Regions from separate parts of the Zea mays genome. Here region 2 is linked to region 1. Evidence: chromatin contacts called from public Hi-C data. All regions are on one chromosome and are shown on one strand. Each heading gives the region's core, a stretch centred on a gene start, on an enhancer-like site or on the middle of the called end of the contact. The rest is flanking DNA. Distances are from core to core; before and after follow the strand shown. Region 1 holds the start of LOC100191549. Region 2 holds the start of LOC103645585 (protein ILITYHIA).

Region 1 (7,181 bases), core at 2,902-5,401:
AGATCGATGCCAACAATAACACCTCCTATTATCCTACCCATATTCAGAAAAAAAAGGTGATCCATACCCTACCAGACATCACAATACGAGTATGGGTTCGGGTGTGGGTGGCCAATCTCTATTGGCATTTTAAAATAAAAAAAACACTCGTCTCCTCTTACGTTGGATCTCGTTTTTATATCTATTGGCATCGTCACTCTATGACCGATCGAGCTTGCTGGACGTCGCCATATTGACCGGCAAAGAACAAGGCAAACTAGAACTCTAAAACGACAGGTCGACAGCCTAGACTCATCCGATCTCTAATCTTGACGTTTATCAATGGTTACTTGCTAGTAGAGCAGTAGTAGAACGTCTTTCATTAGTTCTGTAAAACTGCTCTCTATTTTGATCAGTAGGCATCACTTTTGAGGACACCATGATGTGAAAACACCGGCTGCCGTGGCATTACTGGAGTAGTTTTCGACGGCGACCGGCCAATTGGCAGCAGCGGGCAGGCGCTGGTGACCACGGATTTCAAAACCAGTCGAAAACCGGAAAACCTGTCTGGCCGGACTTTTTAAAATCCGTTCATTTTTTAAAAGAAATTCATAAAAAATATGGTTAAAAACTATATTTTTCTGGGTTATCTGATATATCCCTAATTTAATTTAATTTTATAAAACAATAACCATCATGTTTCGGTAAAAAAACAACGAATTTCACCGGAAAAACAAGGGTTTCTCTATGGTTTTTGAATTTTCTGACTAGTTTGCAAATTTAAATTTAATTCTTTCAAAAAAACGAAATCTAACGAGAAACACCGATGACCGGCTGGGAAAATTGGTTTTTCGGCTGGGAAAATAAAATTGGTTTTAAAATTTGAAAATTAAAACTAGTCGGAAAATCTGGATCCGGTTTCTGACGAGAAATCGTCGGTAAACCGTTTTCGATGGAGGGCGGGATTTTATATCGAAACGGTTTGGTTAACCCTGCCGACGCAGTGGCACGCGTTCCTTTCTCATGGTTTCAGACAGGCGCACACACAAAAAAAAAGATAGGAGCAGACCGTTTGCATCCGGCCGGATTCTAAGAAGCTCCGACATACAAAAATATTAGTTCCACAATCCACCTAACCAAACTAGATTTTAAAGTATTTGTAACCAAGGAATTTTCTTTAGAATCCGATAATATGGGATACCATGATCTAAAATCCCGCGCCAAAGAAACAAGCACTCGCCAACTCGCACGTCGCGCCACGTGACACTTTACAGACACTACATCGAGCTCGAGCCTGATATTTTTGTCTTCTCCCCGTGGTTGAGACCGCGCGACGCGAATCAGTCACATGCGATTTTTTTGTCCCAATCCACAGAAATAGGCATGTTCCTCCGGATACATAAATACATTACTAGTATTTCGCTACTTGTTGTCCTGAACTGTCCTGATTGAGACGGGCAAACGGTTTCTATTCTATTTCCGTCGCATCGCGTCAATGTCCGGTGGGCCGGTCCCGTGGAGATATACGTTGGGTGCGGTGGGCCCCGGACTTTGTTCGTAAATCGCGGTCGCAGCGTTTACGCTTGCTCGTTGCTGTGCCAAGACTAGGGCTGGACAAAATGCTCGCGGCTCGTCGGCTCGCTCGGTTCGTGGCCAGCTCGGCTCGGCTCGGATCAGCTCATTTGAATTTTTTCGCGAGCTGAGCTGACATCCTAGCTCGGTTCGTTAACGAGCCAGCTCGGTTTGTTAACGAGCCAGCTCGTGAGCTAAACGAGCTATCACATTTCAGCAAAACAAAACTATATACATATCATTTACGTATCAATTGATGAATATGTTATATGTATGTGTGGTGTCTATAACCTATAAGTTAAACTAATGATTGATGAATTATGTTTATGTATGAAATTGGTCTATACGAATATAAGTGTGGGTTAAACTGCTGAATATGTGTGAATAGTGAATTAATGAGTGATGAGTTGTGTTAATTTGGTGTTATATTGATATGGTCTGTGAAACTATGAGTATAATTATTATTTTCTGTTTTAAATTAGTTTGAAATTAACTAGAAATTGATTATTATACACATATTATTTTTTCTGCTCTGGCTCGCAAGCTAAACGAGCCAGCTCGAGCTCGTAAACGAGTCGAGCCGAGCTAACTCTGTGGCTCGCTACCTTAACGAGCCGAGTCGAGCCAGCTCGTTAGCTTAACGAGCCAGCTCGAGCTCGAACGAGCCGAGCCGAGCTGGCTCGATATCCAGCCCTAGCCAAGACAGCAGAAGTGCAGGACCATGGAGGCAGGCAGCGATTGGCTTGGACGCCCCACCGCGGAAGAAAACAAGCAGCTTCCGATTCCGACCACCACCTCGCGCCACGCCACAGTCGGCAACAATGGACAGGTATGCACGGGTTTCACCGTTCAGACTTTGACCAGCGTCATTTTTTTTCTTCTTAGAGCATCTCCAACAATGCCTCAAACTAATGCCTCAAATCGAAATATAGGGCTCTACACAAGAAAAACCACTCCAACAGTGCCTCAATTCAACAAATTTTGTTAAAAAATTATAGGGCACCCTCTCAAGTGCCTCAAATATATTACACCATAGTGGGCTGCCCTATAATCTAGATTTGAGGCTTTACTGTTGGAGCAGGGTGTTTTGTTGGTGCCCTAAATTCTATAAAATTTACTTATTTTTAAATTATAAGGCATTTTTATAGGTCACGTTGTTGGAGATGCTCTTAATATTCGATTAAACAAGCGAGAAATGTGCACTTAATTAGGTCTGTTATTATGTACTTTGAACATGTCAAACATTTCTGGTTTTTTTTTGAAACTTCTCATAAAAAACAGATAGTCAAAATCCACTGTGCAGGTTCCCTTCCCCTTCCCCTTCCCCTTCCCCGGGACCACGGGGACCGGCTTGTTGTCCCCGCTACGCTTGCTGTTGCGATTCTTGCGAAGCTTCAAAGGCAGGTAGCAGAGCACCGACGCATCACACATCACACATCACTCATCCAGGGTGTCGCTGTGCCAGGGGAGGGGAACTGTTTGGTTCGTATCTCCGTCACTATCTTTCTGTAACCGGAAATTTTTTATAAAAAAATCACAGAAATCGATTCACTTTTCTATAAGAAATTGTAGAGACAGAAAATTTCAAAAGGGGCTTGAAAAGCAAAAGGAGGAAGAACTTGGCCCATTGCCCCATGCCACATTGGGAGGCAGAGGCACGAAGGCAGTATTGCAGTAACGAGCATTTGATGGGTGGCCTGGGCAGTGGATACTCGATCATTTTGGATTGTTTTTTCAGTACCTACTGGTTCTCTGGATCCAGGTTGCCATGCCATCCATAATATAAATAAACTACTTAGATAAGAGATCCAAGCTCCAAGGCCAGATCAGAGGCCAAGTGGGCCAATGAAAAACCAGGAGCCCTGTTTAACTATTGTTCAACCGCAATGAACCCATCAAAAACGAGGGGGCGAGCAAAAGGGAAAGTGGGGAAAGGAAGGATCTGGTTTGCGCGTTCGGGATGAGGACAGGAACCACGCTATCATCATGACCCGGAACTAGCCATACATATCTGCGGCTCGATCAATGAGCGATCGACGGAGCAACAAGCAGGAGCGGCGCAGCGAGCGTACCTGCAGCTCGGTGGTGACGGGGTACTCGTCCATGTCGACGTAGTTCTTGTTGACGGAGGCCTGGATGAGCTTGTCGCACTCGGGCTCCATCCACGTGGTGACGAAGGACGCCAGGTTCAGCCGCGGGTTCCCGTCCAGCATCAGCTCGTCGTTGATGATCTGGTACGCCGCCTCCTTGGGGATCGACTGCTCCGGCATCCGGTACCTGCGGGCGGGCGGTCAGCGGCGGGTAGCCCAACGAAGAAAACCGCGGCGCGTAAATAATGCTCTCGGCTCGAGCGAGACAGCGCGGAGGGAAGGCAGGGAGGAAGGACGTGCCTAGGAAGGGAGGTGCGGACGTAGCGGGACGCGAACGTCGAGTGGACGGACTCATCGGAGCCACCGACGCCGTGTGACAGCACCATCTCGTCGATCTCTCGCCGGCGGGGGAGGAACGAGGGCGGGGGGTTCCGCTGCTGGTGGTGGTGGCGGCTTGGGGGAGGGGATAGCAGTATAGCACAGAGCAGGAACCGATGCCCGACGCGGTCCAGTTGCTGGCTTTGCGTGCTCGCATTAATAAGAACGCGTGGTGACACTGGAGATAGCAATGGCTACAAAATAGCAGAATGCGTTGGTCTAGTAATTAAGAACGCGAGCAAGCTAATAAGACTAATCACAGTGAGGATTTCATGTCCCTATTTCTAAAAATGTCACATCAGCTTTATAGATGAATGAAACATCTTCTCTTAATGTAGAATTTCATCTCACTATTTCATATGTCAACGTACTTCTTAAATGCTGCATATAAATAACTAAAAGAATTTACTCAATTATACGAAGATAAAACAAAACACTCTCTGTGAAGATTTCACACAGTTTTCCAAGACATTGGGAACTAGTTAACATGGTTTCATCCCCACAAAACTCCATGAAACTCTTCCTTCTTAAATGATGTGACATGTCATCAAAATAGCTGATGTGGCAGACTAATTAATACATGAAACACCTCATGAAACCTCCATTATGATTAGCCTAATATAGCTTAAGGTTTTATGACATTGTCATGCCATCTATAATAAACTAAAAGTCTGATTATACTAATAAGATGTCCACTAGAAAATGATTGTCTTGTGGTCATCCTCATACAGAGAGCCAGCGCCCCTCACACCTCCTTCTGTTGGAGGTGCTCGTCGTGTCGTCGTCGTCGCGCCATTCTCAACAGTCAACATCGAAGAAACACTTTCTTGCGTTGAAGATTTCAACATCATTTCTGCCCCGCTCCCACATCATCCCATGCGTTCGTATCTCCTTCACCCTCTCGATTATCGACCATGATCGTGATCGTTTCGTAATGGTGACGTCATCTCCACCGCCTCCCCGTCCGTCCCTATTCTCACATCAAGCTAGACTGCTCTACTGCAGATCTATAGCCTCTGACTATCCATCCTGTTTGAAGACGAACGATCGAAGAGCGCAGTAGGCAGGGTCGTACCAGCTGTTGCACCATAAGTAGCCTAATAGGCCACCTAGCTCGTATGTTCCCACTTGGTCACCCAAGTGCCGTTGTCGCGGGCGGGCCGTAGAGCTCTCGTGGCATCGCCACTCCCGACCCAGTTGCAAAGCTAGCGCAAGCTTGTCTTGGGCCGTAGAACTCCCATGCAGCACCAACACCACCATCACATAAGCTTCCACATGGCTATGGAGAGCCATTGCCCATCCCCCTTCCCCACCCACCCGCTAGGGGGTGGTGCTCGTTGTGTTATCGTCCTCACGCATCTCCGATGGAGAGCAACCCCCACCCCTCGCCGCCTTGCCCCCTCTATCTGGATCAACGGTAGAGAACAAAGCAAGAGAAAGAGAATGAGAGAGAGCGCGTTGTGGGGTGCGTGATGGCACGGGTGGGAGGGGGTGCATTGTCACACCCGGATTTTAGGGGTCAAAAACCCGGGCGCGAACCTAAACACCAGGTGTGCTGGGACCAAGTCTCACACATATGATGCATAGTGGCACAGGATCGAATGTCACATCGTTACTATATAACAGGAGTTCTGTACAAAAATAATTAAATAATTACATCATATGAGGAAACGATCCAGCAACCCAAAGTTGACTGGGAGACGACGGCCTAGACCACTCACGAACTCATCACAGCATCCTCCACGCGCCTCATCCTGTGGTACCTGTTCTTGACCTGTGGGGGGGGTGTGAGACAGCAAGAGTGAGCTCACATACGTTCATCGCTCAACAAGTTGTGGGGAATAATGTGCATGAACTCGCCAAAGGTGAGAGCTCACGTGAAGTGTAAGGCTTACCAAAGAGGATGGTTAGAGCTGAGCATTGCTTTTAAAGTTGGTCAAAATTTTATTAGCAATTACTAAGTATAAGTAAATACCAACCCAATTAAATAGTAGAACAGAAGTAACAACATCACCTGCGATGCAATGCATATGGCAAATTGAATTTAAGTTCCATAAATTAATCATGTGAGGGTCCGAGCTGCTCATGACCGTGAGCACGGCTAGTATACCAGTTTTACACTCTGCAGAGGTTGCACATCTTTACCCACAAGTCATGTTACCCATCTGCCAAGGGATCGCGACTTCCCATACACCTCTACCGAGGAGGCGAGGCAGGGTAACACTACGAGGCCTTTACAAAGTTCCACTAGCTTCAGAAAACCCGCTACAGTTTATAGGAAGCTCCAATGCAGGAATCCCTTGCAGGACCGCCATCGCAGCAAAATCCTCCCGAGGGCCTCCCTACACTGACCACTCCCCTACTGCCCTTGCCCCTTTCGGGTAAGGTAGTCCTCCACTAGCTTTCCTAATTAATCAGCCAAGGGCGTCCCATTAAACCCTTGTGGTAGCACTGTTTTCCCGGGTGGTCGCTCCATGTTCCAATTAACATAATGATCTTATCATGAACGATAAATAACAACGGATAACAAAAGTATAATCATGAGTAATGTATCTTCATACCCAAAACCACATAAAGCACTAGCAAGTACTACCCAAAAAGTTCAATGGTAACAAGGTATAAAGATAATCAAACTAGGGTAACCTATTGGGTCCCATCAAAATTAACCTATGCAGATCATTATGATTAATCAGAACATGGCTGGGTAAAAAGAAGTGATCAAGGGCACAACTTGCCTGGGACTTGAGATTCCAGGTACCAACTTGCTTTTCGGAAGACATGTGTCCTCACTGCTAAACGTAGTAATACAGACAAACATGTATAGGCAAAATTAACATTACACTAAACATAAGAATAAACTGCATAATAATATTCTAAGTGATGTTACGAGATCGTAGAAATAAGAACCACTAAATTCGGAGCTACGGTTATTAAGTTATGAATTTCCAAAATTATTTAGTGCTTAGAGTAGATTAATCCAAATGAACAATTTTAATTCAAGTTTCATGGCTAAACACTATTACTAGTTGATAGACAATATTAATACAAAATTATTGCAACTGGAATGACTCAATTTGGAGTTAAAATAAATTAACTATTAATTTTACAAGTTTCTAGCATTTATTTTCACATTAAAATCATTTTCTAAATTTATTTTTCTGA
Region 2 (7,845 bases), core at 3,613-6,112, 430 kb before region 1:
AGTTTTAAGCTATTCTAAACTTAGGTCTGGACCTCAGTTTTCAAAACTGCGGTATTGTAAACTGCGGTATTGTCATGACTAAAGTATACTGTAGTATTTTAAAAACTATGGTTTTCAAAAACTTTATTCCCAAACAGGGCCTAAGGGGGTGTTTGGGAGTGAAGTTTTTTCACAGTTTTGGGAGAATACTGCAGTATTCTCAAATACTGCAGTATTATATACAGAATGGTGTTTGGCAAGCTAGCTAAAATCTCTGTTTTCAAAACTGAAGTATTGCAAATACTATAGTTGTTTTAAGGCATTCTAAACTTAGCTCTGGACCTCAGTTTTCAAAACTGCGGTATTGTAAACTGCGGTATTGTCATGACTAAAGTATATTGTAGTATTTCAAAAACTGTGGTTTTCAAAAACTTTGTTCCCAAACAGGGCCTAAGAATTATCTCTCCAAACACAACTTACATAAATTCAGATTCCATAAGTAGCTCATCAGGTTCTAAATAATAAATAAGAAGGTGTGTGAGATGCTGAAGTACATCCATACATGCACTTCTCGTGTCATTTTGTGGGATAACAAATTATTCTTGGTGGAAAATTCAGAACAACAGAATTACCAACTGTAAAGAGATTAATGAGGGTTCATTTTGAGCAATCAATGTCCACAGTTTCTCCTTCAGAATGGCACCATCTGCATATTCATCAAACCATATTTAAGGCAAAATGTGCTAGCAAGCATACAAAAAAAGGCACATGGATACAAGAAATTGTGAAAACCTGCTTTTGTATCAACAGCAGCAAGCCTCAATACTGCAAAGAGTGCATAGATTCCATCCAACCGCTGTGTTGTCTTGCTGAAGCCAGTTTTTGACAGCTGAATCAAGTGATCCAATAAAGAAGCAACCTGGAGCAGACCAGTTTTACCAATAGTTAATATGAGCCAATGTTTACCATCAGCATTTTTTTTCTGCCATTGAATCACTCTTCCTTAAGCAAATAATAATAATAATAATAATAATAATAATAATAATAAGCAGACACTCTACTAGGTGGTAGGCTCGTGAAGTTGGATGCCCCCCACCAGGGTCTGAGCGCTGGTGGTGTTTCCCCCGATGCTTCATGTAAAAAAAGGTCCCTCGCTGTGAAACCTGTCCAGTATCCACAGGGGTGCACCGCCTGGGCGGGCAGCCTATGGGACCTAGTCTAGAAACAGAATTTGTTTGGTCTCTTCTTAAAATAAAAAATGAAGCAAACAGGATGGTGGTTCTTTATATACATAAAAAAACTGGAAGTAACTCCCTTGCCTTTGTTAAAGAATCAGAGTTTTTGCATATAACTCGTAAAAATTTTAGATGCCCCTTCCTTAAATTGTCTTTCTCTTTCAAGCCTGCAGCAATAAACGAAACAACATCTGGTTGGACAGCTTCAGCTGATACCAGAGCCCAGGACCTCATCGCTGATAGAATCGCCAACTTCACCTCCTCGATACCTGTCATAAGATAGAAAAACTATGAATTGATGCCACTAGATGAGGCTATGAAGCTTAGAATGGAACTGTTGAACTTTACCATCATCCTTGTAACACGTTAGAAAGAAACTTGATACTGAGGGAGCAAGTCTGCTTATTTGCTTCGGAGGAGATCTTGATAGCTGCTCTAAAGCATTTATCATTCCAATTCTCTGGTATGGAAGTGATAGTTTCCCTTCTGAGCCTGCCCAAACCAAGTTGTCGAGAGATATATGAATTACAGCACAAAATTGCAAACTGTGATACTGCATTGAAAATGAGTTAGGCGCTAACACCACTAAACATGAAACATGATAGGTCAATAGATATTAGAAAATAAAAATACACATGTAATACCTCCTAAAACAACTTTGATAGCATTGACCATGGAAGGTAGAGCATCTGGATCACTTGACTTCTCACTTAGTGTTCCTATAATACTCAAAGCATCAATCCTCCTTTCTTCATCTGAATGCCGAGCCTGATGCAGAACAATTGGCATGAACTCCATGAAATACTTGCTCAGGTCTAAACGGACCGTCCTAAGAAGATATCCAATAGACTGTAGTATGATTTCAGGATTTCTTTTCAGCATCTTTATGCATGATGGTATAACAGTATTCTTAAAATCCTCATGCCCAATCTCCAAGAGAAGAGGCTTAAAAGCTTCAGTGGCTGCTTTTGGTGCCCGGTCTTTTGAACTCAAGATGGTTTTGACATACAAATCAAGGAACACTGACTGCAAATGATAGCACATATCATCAAACACGTGAGGGGGTCCACAAAAAAGGCTTCAACAAGTTAGGTCAAACATTTGATGAATGCATAATTGCTTGACTACTAACAGCTGAAAATGCAGATCAAATATGAGGTTGAAGGTTTACCTTGTACTCAGTGGATAATGATGGAGAACTAATGGTAAAATCCAGTATTAGATTCAAAAATGCAGGAGAATCTCTCATGGAAATCCTTAAATCTTTGAGCTCCTCCATGTACATCTTATATATTCCACTAGGCTGGAAAATGAAACGATAAGATATGAGCAGGACACAATTATGACTTGATCTAAATTTATTTACTATTGCCAATAATTACCTCAGATAAAAGATGAATGAATAACTGTTTGCAAGTTCGGCGCCGACGGAAGGACCCGTCCATAAGGACCTGACATAAGACTGCTTGTGCGCTGGCCAGTCTGGTAAAAGCAACTTTTGAAAGTGTGGCAAATTGACTCCATTTCAGAAGATAGTGTGACCATCTGAGAAGCTTGAAGCTTGTAAGGGGGTTTATAACCTTTAGATTCTTTTCCATAGATTGTACAAGAAAGGCAGCAAAGGGCTTCATGAAGGTGGGTTCACCAAGAGCCTGAATAACCATATCATCTACTGCTTTTCGTGATGCCCGGTCGTCGTATATTGGCAATGTCTGGAAAATGATATCGACTAACAATGCAGTATCTGATGGTGATTCTGCACGTAAAACAAAGCAATTTAAGAAAAATGGTTTCATAATGATTAGGTACCGAATAAATGAGCAGCACAAGTGTCAGTTTGCATTCACATGGAAAATGAATCTGCAGAGAGACAAAGGTTCATGCTTGAGAGAGAGAGAGAGATCAATTCACAGCACACACACACCAAAAAGGAAAATCTATTGTCTTGGATAGTAGCAGATAAGTACTTAGGATCTGTGAATTTATTTGAATGGTTTTAAGTCTACCCAGAGAAAAAAAGAACATTGACATGTAATCTGAAGGACAGTAAGATGTCCTTCTCAAAATCATTAAATCCACTGTTATATGACATTGTGTGCAAAATATTGGCAATTGTCAACAGACATGTGGTAGTAACAACCATAGCACCTAGCCAGATAAATAATCGACTGAAAGTGAAGCATAGCTTAAGCATACAACAAGTGAAAAAGATCACAAGCAATCTGATTGCAGCATTGGCGAGTACATGCATGCATTGCAAAATGAATCATGATATGACCAGAATAATGCATGAACGCTTTAATGTCACAGCAATCATGTATCTCACAGTAGGCTAAAGTTGCACTGCACATTTGTTGAGATCTCGTGCCTATCTCAAATTGTTGGACTATGATAGAATAGGTTATTAACATGAGCCAAAAAGCCTTGCACTGATCACTACAAGTAGGCTTGCAGATTTAATTTGATCGATCCATGACCCAGTACCCAAAACATAAAGTTTGGTGTAGATACCCAAGTACCCAACAGGTAGGCCCGCTATTTTTTGGTGTCAACCAGTGTCTAGTGTGATGGGTCATCTGGATAACCAATCGTGAGCAGTGTTCTTAAGGCACCTAGGCGAGCAAGTGCACCAGACAACCGCCTTAACGACTAGGCGGGTAAGGCGAGCAAGGCAGCCAGTTTTGCCCGAGCGCCTGGACGCCTAGGCGTCGCCTTAAGAACACTGATCGTAAGACCCGTCTCTCTCGTCGAGTGTTGCAGCTCAGATCGTCGCCTTCTTGGATTGCGAGACGGACCCTTTCTTGGACGACACAACTTGCAAGCAGTAGAAAATCTCGACGCTAAGCATAGACGATGCAAACCAAACCTTGCTTCAGCAACCAGCATCAGGTCTCCTGACAGGTTCCCTGGCCACTACGTGTATTCCCAAAGCCCAAATCTCCCCGAACCCCGTGAGAAAAAATATTTGATAAATCAATAAAGTATGAGAGATCTTGTCGTCGTTTCAATAGGGTGCCAGAGCTAGCATTCAGCCCACCAGCGAGCACCAGCAAAAGCGACAACGGCAGCCACGGTGTCGGGAGCTGGCTCCGCTCGGCGCAAATCGACATCTTCGCGAACGGCGCGATGGAGCCACTGCAGCTTCAGGCACTTGAGGCAGGGGCGTGCTGTAAACTCTCCGCTGTCGCTTCAGGCGCGTCCAGATCGGGGCAGGCCGAGCGGCTTCCGCTGTCGAGGTCCGCAAACAAGGTGGGGCGATGCGCGCGGCACGAGCGCGGCGCACGGGAGGGAGACCAAAACACGCAGACGACGGCGAGCGAGCGAGCCCGAGAAACGAGGGCGGAGACGATGATAGGGTGAGTACCTATGACCTTCGCGATGATAAGAGGTAGGGTGTGGCGGAAGAGGCGGAAGCGGCGCTTCGCCGAGGAGGTTGACACCTCGGCGGCGGCGGCGCGCAGCACATCCTCCACTGCCGCCTCCTGCGCGCCCATTTCGCTGAGGCCTGGGCGCACTTGCGTGGCGGCGGGGGGGCGATGAGTTGCAGGCTTGCAGGTGTGCGAGTGCGGTGTGTGCTGCGGCGGCCAAGGACTGTGCAGACGCGGGCAAGGTTGGGGAGGGCTGCCAGTGCCAGGTTGACTGGGGTTCAAGGGACTGCTCGATCAAAATTTACCCTACTTGATTTAGCAATAAAAAAATTGGATAAAAATCGCAATAGAAGTTTTGTTATAGCGTGCCAATGCAAAGAGGACCATCCAACTTGTGAGGCAAACAATTAAAGTTGTTGCATTGAATCAACAAGTAAGGATAGAGAACCAATATTAGACTTTGCTTATAATCATTTTCATCTACTTGTGTTCTCATTTCTTTTTCCCAGTTAATTAGCTGAAAAATCTTATAAGAATTTGGCGGTGTACGGTCACATAGATTAGAAACTTTCTCTCTATTGTCTTAAAAATAAAAAAAAAGGTGGGCGTAGTTTGAAAACATGGAGTGATGGTAATTATACGGGTTTTTAAATGCATTAGAGCTAATGGCTGCAAATTTGCTAGTTGAATTAGAAGATGTTTGAATGTACTAGAGCTAATAATTAGTTGGCTAAAAAGCGTTATTATAATTAGCTAGCTAACAATAGTTAACTAACTATTAACTAATTTACTTAAAAATAAATAATAGTTGAACTATTAGCTAGCGTGTTTGGATGTCTATGACTAATTTTAGCTGCTAACTATTAGCTCTAGCACATTCAAACGCCACCTTAGCTAACTACTAGCTAATTTACTAAAAATAGCTAATAGCTTAAATATTAGTTAGGGTGTTTAGATGTCGCTAAATAATTTTAGCTATTACTTATTAGCTTGGTGTATTCAAACACCTCCATAGTCAAACAGCAGTATTTTTACTTCAAATTTTACTTTCAAGCAAAAAAAATGATGGTTATAAGAATACTAGCTACATGTGGATCAACCTGCTGGTTTCATCGTGAAAAATGAAAATATGTCTTTTCACATGAAATTGTTTTTATCTCTCTGGACTTTAGGTAGGGCTGGAACTTCTTTTTTTAAATTTTGGTTCAGTTTTTCGGTTTCAAAAAACTGTGGTTTTCATGATGTAGGAATCGATTTCGGTTTTCGGTAAAAAAACGAATATCAAACTTATACTCAACACAATACATAAAAGTTTATATGATAGATTACACATAATTTCAAAAAAGTAAAAAATTATGTAGGTTTTAGAGATACATTATACATCACATAAAAATAAGTGAATAACAATTTAATTACATTACACATTTAGTTCACATAATCAATTAATCGAATTTTAGAAATGATAAAGTTTGATATTCGGGGTTTTTTTTATTTTGGTTTGGTATACGATGAAAACCGATTACGATACCGAACACCGAACTTCTTAGATACAAAAAACGAAATCGAACCAAACTATCAAAAAATCAAAAATTCGGTACGGTTAAATTCGGTTTTTGGCTTACGGTAAAAAAGGTGCCATCCCTAACTACAAGTCTCGAGTTGAAAAGTGTCACACCCGGTTTCAGCTGAATGCGAACAATGTACGTGTCAGGATCAGAACTCACGTATACAATTATTACACAAATGAATATTGTACAGTACTCGAATAATAACATAAAGAGGTATTAACTTTTATTACATCATGGTGTCGAAGACATCTACATAATCAACTTAATAAGTAATCAAAGTGTTAAAGTGAAACATGGTAGAGATAAGGCCATCACAACTAGTTCGTTGGAGGTTGTCACTAATCTAGTCTAAAATTTCTCAGTCCTAAAACTCTTGGAAGTCCTTCATGTTGCCTTCATCTTTTTATAGTAGTGGTTGCAGTGTGAACAACCTCATGTTTTGTGTTAAAGCAACATTGAGTACGCATCAGCGTACTCGGCAAGTGCCTCGTTTGGCTGATATGGACTAGCTTTACGTGGAGTTAGACTCAAAGCAATTGTTTTCAATTCGTCTAGTAATTATTATTGGTAGAAGCCAGATTTTATCATAAAAACCCAAGTTATCATCCCAAAAGGAATTATTGCTAGAATCCATAATTTTAGCCACCATCATTGTAGTCATCATCATAAATGTATCCAGACTATCTCTAAAAAAACTCCCGAGGCCGCACACTTTACCCACGAGCTGCAGATATATCAGTTTCTAACCCTCTGTAGAGGCCGCACACTTTACCCATGAACTGTGATCCCTTTTTGCATAGATTTGTACATACCTTTAAACACTTCCAAGGTGAGTCGGCAAGATCTCACTATCTCACTACGTAGATTTTATAAACATTCCCTAAAGGTATAGTCGCATGTTAGAATTCTTCGGGTTTGATAAACATAATACTTCTCCCTATATGGGGTGGCTAACAAAAAGCAAAACGAAAAAACCTCGGTAGAGACAGTAATGTGTCGTGAACCCCATTGACAGCACGATGGCGAAGCAACCGTACCTCTAGTTCCTTTAATTAATTAGCTAAACACTCTAAAATCCTAATTATGGTCTTAGTAAAATTTTCCCATAATAAAAATGGTGATAACAAGAAATAATTGAGTAATATTAAAAGCTTAGTAGTTCAAAATTATATCTAAACTGGGAGACTAGAATTTAGTTTGAAACTCATAAGAATAAATAATAGGAAATATATATTTAAGGGAGTAATTTACTCTTTTAAGTTACGAACCATTTACCTAAATGGGTAAAATAATAATAAATAAATATATTGCATGCATGTTGGATCTTTATTTGGTTGTGTACTTAATTTGAAATTTCCAGTTTAAAATTGAACTCAAATTGAATTTGGAATTTTGAAAGTTGAAAATGGGAGATATAAAAACAGAAAAAGAAAAAAAGAAAGGAAGCCGGATGGGCCGCTCCACTGCATTTCAGCCCACTAAGCCTTTCTAGCATGCACGCCCGCGGGCCCAAACGCGGTCGCGCAGAGGATGGCGTTGGCATACGGGCCCCACATCTCAGCGGTGGCGCGCACATAACACTATCCTGTGGGACCCACCAATCAATCTCACAGCGTGCGCAATCCTCTCCGCTGATTGAGTGGTGGGCCCACACTATCATCTTCCCCGTCGCGCGATCTCAACAGCCCGCCCGTG

The links. Hi-C and Micro-C count contacts between places; a contact is called where the count stands out from the background.
Region 2: a Hi-C map of leaf shows a contact between it and region 1, with 2.1 times the contacts expected there. The contact joins the promoter of LOC103645585 here to the promoter of LOC100191549 in region 1. A contact is called at or near these places in 3 of 25 Hi-C or Micro-C datasets (bundle sheath, ear and leaf).

Annotation. Positions count from the first base shown.
Region 1 is chr1:276,003,598-276,010,778 of Zm-B73-REFERENCE-NAM-5.0, reverse strand. LOC100191549 reads right to left here and starts at 4,151. Exons shown (of 7, transcript NM_001136979.3): 1 at 3,942-4,151; 2 at 3,624-3,828. The coding sequence starts at 4,027.
Region 2 is chr1:276,429,622-276,437,466 of Zm-B73-REFERENCE-NAM-5.0, reverse strand. It overlaps LOC103645585 (protein ILITYHIA), which reads right to left and starts at 4,862. Exons shown (of 60, transcript XM_020546904.3): 1 at 4,579-4,862; 2 at 2,597-2,970; 3 at 2,386-2,517; 4 at 1,859-2,240; 5 at 1,563-1,706; 6 at 1,299-1,483; 7 at 772-898; 8 at 612-685. The coding sequence starts at 4,708.